Regions from separate parts of the Mus musculus genome. Here region 2 is linked to region 1. A link is a contact called in public HiChIP or PLAC-seq data. All regions are on one chromosome and are shown on one strand. The core of a region is the stretch at or near the end of the contact, and the rest is flanking DNA. Distances in the headings are between cores, read along the strand shown. Region 1 overlaps Gm34589 (a long non-coding RNA gene). Region 2 holds the start of 4933432I03Rik (RIKEN cDNA 4933432I03 gene).

What was found. HiChIP or PLAC-seq counts read pairs in DNA pulled down with a chosen protein or histone mark.
Region 2: an H3K27ac HiChIP or PLAC-seq map of microglia shows a contact between it and region 1, with 8 times the contacts expected there. The contact joins the promoter of 4933432I03Rik here to the enhancer-like site in region 1. A contact is called at or near these places in 3 of 115 datasets of contacts at active chromatin or transcription factors (bone marrow-derived dendritic cells, memory CD8 T cells and microglia) and 2 of 9 other capture datasets (adipose tissue and liver).

What each region holds. Positions count from the first base shown.
Region 1 is chr14:102,821,194-102,824,232 of GRCm38.p6, forward strand. It overlaps Gm34589 (a long non-coding RNA gene), which reads right to left. Exons shown (of 7, transcript XR_383704.1): 5 at 1,825-2,198; 6 at 1,193-1,234. Among named protein-coding and RNA genes, the nearest start is that of Gm34589, 12 kb to the right of the region's middle. Within about 2 kb of position 1,523, at least 2 of the 459 cell types and tissues checked have an H3K27ac peak or open chromatin away from gene starts, as enhancers often do. A contact at or near this core is called in microglia, where this site is marked.
Region 2 is chr14:103,032,471-103,035,491 of GRCm38.p6, forward strand. It overlaps 4933432I03Rik (RIKEN cDNA 4933432I03 gene), which reads right to left and starts at 1,333. Exons shown (of 3, transcript NR_045657.1): 1 at 1,255-1,333; 2 at 297-476.

The DNA of each region.
Region 1 (3,039 bases), core at 273-2,772:
GGGACCTACAGTCTCTGGTGTTAACCTCTTACATAAACTACGTCAATGCAAGTGTGTCTAGATGTATGTTCTTTTAAAATGCCTTCTGTCACACGCAGACAGATGTAAAAGTGTACCTCACCAAAACTAGCTCCTGAAACTGGGGAGCTACAAGACAATTTTTAACACGTTGCAAAGGCACAGGAGACGTGATCAAGCAGTATGCACAGAAGAGTTAGGCACTACAGACTGAAGGGCTGGTGGCATTTATTCTTCAGTGGCACAGTCTGTCAAAGGGAAACACTATGATCTTAAATGGCAGATGACCTGCTGACTGAAGCGGCAACGCAGAGAAAATAGGAATGTTTGATTCCTCATCCTTCCCCCTTTAGCCCATGATTCAAGGTTAGAGATAATAAATAGTAGCAGAGATGGAAGGATACATCACTTGGTGAAGGGCAGCCTAGCTCTCTGTTTGTGGTCTCACAAGTTGACAGAACTCACGATCTGAAACCAGGCAGGGTTTAAAAAGCAAAAGTCAACATGTGTACCCCAAATCAAAGAGGCATTTAACAGAAGTAGCAAAGCAATGGCCTTGGCGGGGCTTAGGGTGGTGCCCTGTCCTGCATGCATACTTCATAAGCCTACTAGCCGAAAACTGAAGTGACATTTTCCCAAATAAACCACCATTAAAGTTGTCACTAAGATGGATAGAATAGGGATATGGTTGGGCAGAGAAAATGAGATTAAGGAGTTAAACACCAGGGAGAGAAGGCTTAAATGTGTGAAAGGGCAAGTGTAGAAGAGAAATAACCAGAAAGAACACTGACGAAGGCTCTTGCATCAATCTCCACTCATCCCCTCTCCCCAGAGACTTCACTGCCCCTCACATCAGCACCCTGGAGACCAACCTTCTAACTGTCAGGTGTTATCTATACTGGCAGCATCCTAAGCTCAGGGCCAGGCAAGGGCATGCTGGAGAGCTTTAAGTTTTCACGGTAACATCTATTATTTCCTCTTCCTGGCCCAAGCCCTGTCTTCTCTATAAAAGATATTTCTCATTCATACTCACAGAACTTCTGAGAGACAAAACAACTTGAAGACTTTTTGTGCAGCTGAAGGCATCCCAAACCCAGTCTACAAAAAACAGGGATGGACCAATGGTTAAAGCAAGGGCTCTATACCAAGGCCATCACTCGGAAGGAATACTTACCCCACAGTGAAGCACTCTCTTCAGTGTCCAGCTCAGCATTAACTTGAAGACAAACAGAAAAAGCAGAAAGAGCCAAATGACAAAGCCAGAAGCCATAAGAACAATGATCAGGGTATATCATCTTATTGAAGATTTCCAAAGAGGATAACTGAGTTCTTCCCAGCAGGAAAGGATAATTACTGTGAAACAATCACCACCGTTTGTTTCCCTTCTTTTCCTAAGCAAGATTTTTAATCATGCTTACTTTCTTCTCCTCTGCTACAGTACATGGGGTGAGCCTAAGAAGGAACTATGCAGTCTGGTTTCTATGACGCTACAGAGCCACATAAAGCCACATGGGCACCCTGCTGAAAAGGTCCTCTGCATGGAAAGTGCAGGGAAGCTATCAACTTGAGTCATGGTCCAAATTGTACCTGAACCCAGGACATAAATTCTAGTCTCCAGCATCCCCAAATAGGAATTCACTTGAAAATATGGTAATTACATACACAATTACAAACCATATGAATGAGAATAGGCCCACAGTCCATTATAACTGCTGCCCATATAAAAGTGAAATTTGTAGGCAGACAACGCAAGGTAAGAGCACCCTGTGAAGACGAGTCAGAGATCAGGGTGATGTCATTACTTACTGTTGCAATGGTTGCTAGGGTGTCATGACCATGTGATGGAATGAATGGTGGAGACCCATGAAAGCACCAAGCAACAGGCATAGGAGACCTGAGCCACACAGAAAGAACCCAAAGAATTCTTGAATTCTTGACTAGAAAAGGCACACATCTCTGGGTGTGAGCTCTGTGCTTCAGGAGTTGGAAGCTAAGTCCAAAGAGGTGGAGAGGAAAAGGCTGCTTCTCTGCAGCCCAACCTCCATCCTTTCACCAGAGAGCTGTAGGTGCTCCGAGATATGAAGGCCAAGCTCCAAAACCAGGAGAGAGAAGCTGACAAGATCTTGAGAGTCACTGTCCAATCTGCCTTGTATGTGACCAACTTTCTCATCCAATTGGTTCTGTAGAATGGGGTTAAGAATATAACAGTGTTGAATAAATAGTCCATCCCTGCCTCACCATGGCCCATCCCATCTACCTGGACAGCACTCTATAAGAAACTTATAAAATGTCTATTTCTAGAGCCTGGTGAACACCGACTAGCAGTCCTGTCTGGTGGACCACATTCTGCACATACAGAAAATGGGTATAGGGTAGAGAAAACTCTTCAGCTGTGGAATAGGTTTAAAATAAAGTATTTGCTGACACTAGTGTCTGAACCTTAACTCAGAACACAAAAACATAAATAAAGCCAGAAGGTTCTAAGAAGAAAGCATCTTCTCCATGATTGCCTGGTTAGTAATGATCACAAAAACTACCAGAGTCACAAACTAGCACAGGCTGCTGCCCATGCTATGTCTGAAAGGACATAATCCCAGCAGCTGTCAGCTATGCCTCAGACTGATGCTACTCTTGCTATTATTTACTGGGAACAACGTTTATTGTCTCATATATCTGACGTCATCCTTTCTACTGTCTTTGAAAGCTCTCTAGCGCCTTGGTGTCTTGTCATTTGCTATAGAATTCATATGCCCTTGACGGTGTCTCTGCTAGTTCAAATAACTGTTGTTCTTCTATTGGAGACTCTCTCTGTAGTTTTCTTCGGATTGGACAGTCTGGAGACACACGCTGAAAACATGACATATATAATCTACCACATGTTCCCACCATGATGGTCTGACTCATCCCAGGCATCCAGACCCACAAGGATGGGGCTAGAAAGATGGCTCAGGGGTTAAAGGCACTCGGTTTCCCAGAAGACCCAGGTTTGGTTCCCAATACCCACACAGCATCTCACAACCA
Region 2 (3,021 bases), core at 83-2,582, 210 kb after region 1:
TACACTACCATTGTAAGTTTACATACAGCTCAAATTATCATAACACGCCTTACTTCTATTCTGCCTGCTTCCAGTACAAAAAGCATTGCTGCATAGACTATTTAGAGGGTAAATTTGTTTTTAAATAAGCAAAAGTCCGTTTTATTCTCTTTTTATCAAGTATCCAGCTGCAGATAATCCTTTAACCATTGATAGTTAACTAGGACTCAGTCTGCAGATAATCCCTCAACCATCCATAGTTAACTAGGACTCAACACCACACTATTGCATGCCCCTGAGAGAGCCACCCACAGTACCTTTCTTGAAGGTAGAATAATAATTCTGATGGATTATCAGACGTCTGAGTATCCTCAAACAGGTCTCACAAAACACTGTGCCGAACTGACTGCACCCCAGATGGTTTTATAGCCAGGCATTCATTCATTGGTCCCTATTCTTCACTTTGTAGTCTGGAGACTCAGTTATTTTCTGCAAACCTGTAAAATTCCACCCAAATTTTAATGAATCGGTAAAGAATGCAGAAGGGACACATATGTATGCAAAGCAAACACAGACTCATGACTTCTAACAATGCAAAACTTAATTCAAAGTAAATTCATGCTTTTAACTAAATTTATTTTCCTGCATATGCACTCACAAACACACACACACACACACACACACACACACACACACACACACGTGTGCAAACATATGACTCATTTGCACTGGAAATGAAGAACACTACACTTTATTCTTTCTATTGTGACTGACATAAAAATATCAGCTCTGCAGTGATTCGGTCATCTTTATTTTTATCACCTTTGTTAAAATCTGGTTTCCTTTTCTTCCATAAGGACTGGGGAGTACAGAGCCAGGACAATGACAGGAAGAGGGAGAGAGAGCCAGGGAGCAGGCTGTGACCACTGTCCTCTTAGGGAAACCTGAATCCCTGTACTTTCGCCATCTTCAAAAGGGCTTCCATAAAGACTGTGCCCCAAGTGAACAAACCTAGGCGTGCGGGCGGTTCCTGCCGCTGAGCTTCTAAGACACCAGCTGCTTGCTGCGAACTGAAACCAGGGTCACACAGAGGTTGACTCATCAGGTTTTGCTCAATAGTATCACAGGAAAGAAGATGTCAGAGAAAGGAAACCGAAAAGCAAGCACCCCGCCCCAGGTCAGCAATTCAGACTGCTACAAAATTAAACACATGATTTTTTTCAATTGATGGACTGAGTGTGGCCTAACACCCGCCCCAGTATGAGTAACTCTTACCCAGTCAGAAGCAGGCACTCTAGGACAGATGGTAGTTCTTCCTCCACATTGCGCTTGAGCAGCAAGAAGGGATTTGGGGGTAAGGGTAGGGTAGAGAATCTCCGCCCTTCCTGGGTCTCAGTCTTGCCAGGGTTTGGGTTGGAGCTTCAGCACTGAGTCTGTATTCTCTAGCCTTCAGATTCTTCCTGGCTGCACCCAAGAGATCCCTGGGTCTCCGATTTATCAACTGTTTCTCCCAGGGCCTGTCAGCCTCCACAGTGTTGTGAACCAACCACTGTAATGAGTAAATAACACGCCCCTCCCCCTCTATTCTTTCCTCCCACTCCCCCACATACGCTCACATTCTCCCCCCCCCCCCTCCACCCCATCTCTCATATACACACACACGCGTGCATATATGCATACATATGCCCAGTTCTGTTCCTCTGGAGGACTCTAACACACTCTGAAATAAAGCGTCCAAGGATCAGAAAACCTGGAGATTCTGAGCCACGTGGCTCTGTAACAAGGTCAGTCATGGGGCTTACAATGGCGCCGCCAGTCAGCGAAGATCTCTGAAGATGTGACCAGCAGTGGCTGGAGGCAGTTTCAGTTCCACTCTGTGGGTCCCCACAGGGCTGCAACCAACACTACCTTGTTCAAGGAGACTGATCAACGTAATGGTGTTTTTTCTGGAAAACAAGAGCTCTGGCTGCTATTTTACTCTAAAAGAACAAAGAAATGATGTTTATCAAAAGTTGTAAACGTTTAACCATGTTGATTTATAATGACTGTATAAAAACATTAAGTGGCACATATTGTGATGGGATAGTGATGTTTTGGCATAAGTACACATGTACAATGTTGAAATTAATTAACTATATCCCTCTACTCAAGCACTGATCGATTCTTTTGTGTATGTGTGTGTAGGGGGGCATGCATGGGTGTCCATGCGCACATAGAGGCAAGACACTGACTTTGGATGTCTTACCTCAGTTGGCCTTCACCTTAGTTTTTGAGATAAGATCTCTCTGAGCCTGTACATTTCTGATTGGCTAGATGATCTGGCCAGCAAGCTCTGGGGCTCCTCCTGTCTCCATCTCCAGGGCTGGGGCTACAAGCCTGCACCACCATACTCTGATTTTTATGGGGATGCTGGGGATCCAAACCCAAGCCCTCATGCTTGTATGGCAAGAATTTTACTGACAAAGGGCTTTCCAATAACATCATATACTTACAGTAAAAGCAGTTAAATCCGTTCTCTGGGTTTTTGAAATGTATAATCTATTGCTGTTGTCTATACCTCACTGTTCAACAGCAGACCAGAGCTTGTGCTTGTGACAGTTTGCTCATTCTTGCTTGCTTGTATGTTTGCTTGGGTTTTCTCTTGAGGTTTTCATTGGTGTTGTTTGTTTTCTTTTCTGCCAGAACTTTTTTTTTTTTTGCGCCTACCTAACTAATTTATTTCCCATTGATCAACCTGTCCCCATAGCTTCTCTCTCTTACTCTCTCTCTCCAGCTTCTGACAATCATTTCCCTTTCAATTCCTGTGAGGTCAACTCTTACCACTCCACAGATACTAAGGGCATGCCGCACTTGTCATTCGGGCGGGGTCTTTCTCATATCACAGATCACACTGGTCTCCAGCTACATCCATTTGATCCCTTTTGGGAGGGAGCGAATCCTTAGTGACTGACTGGCATAGTCTATGCTCTCTGTATATGTTTCATTCTCTCTGCACATTCATCACTGAGAGGTTGTATCTGCCCCTTGGCCATTGTGAAAAGG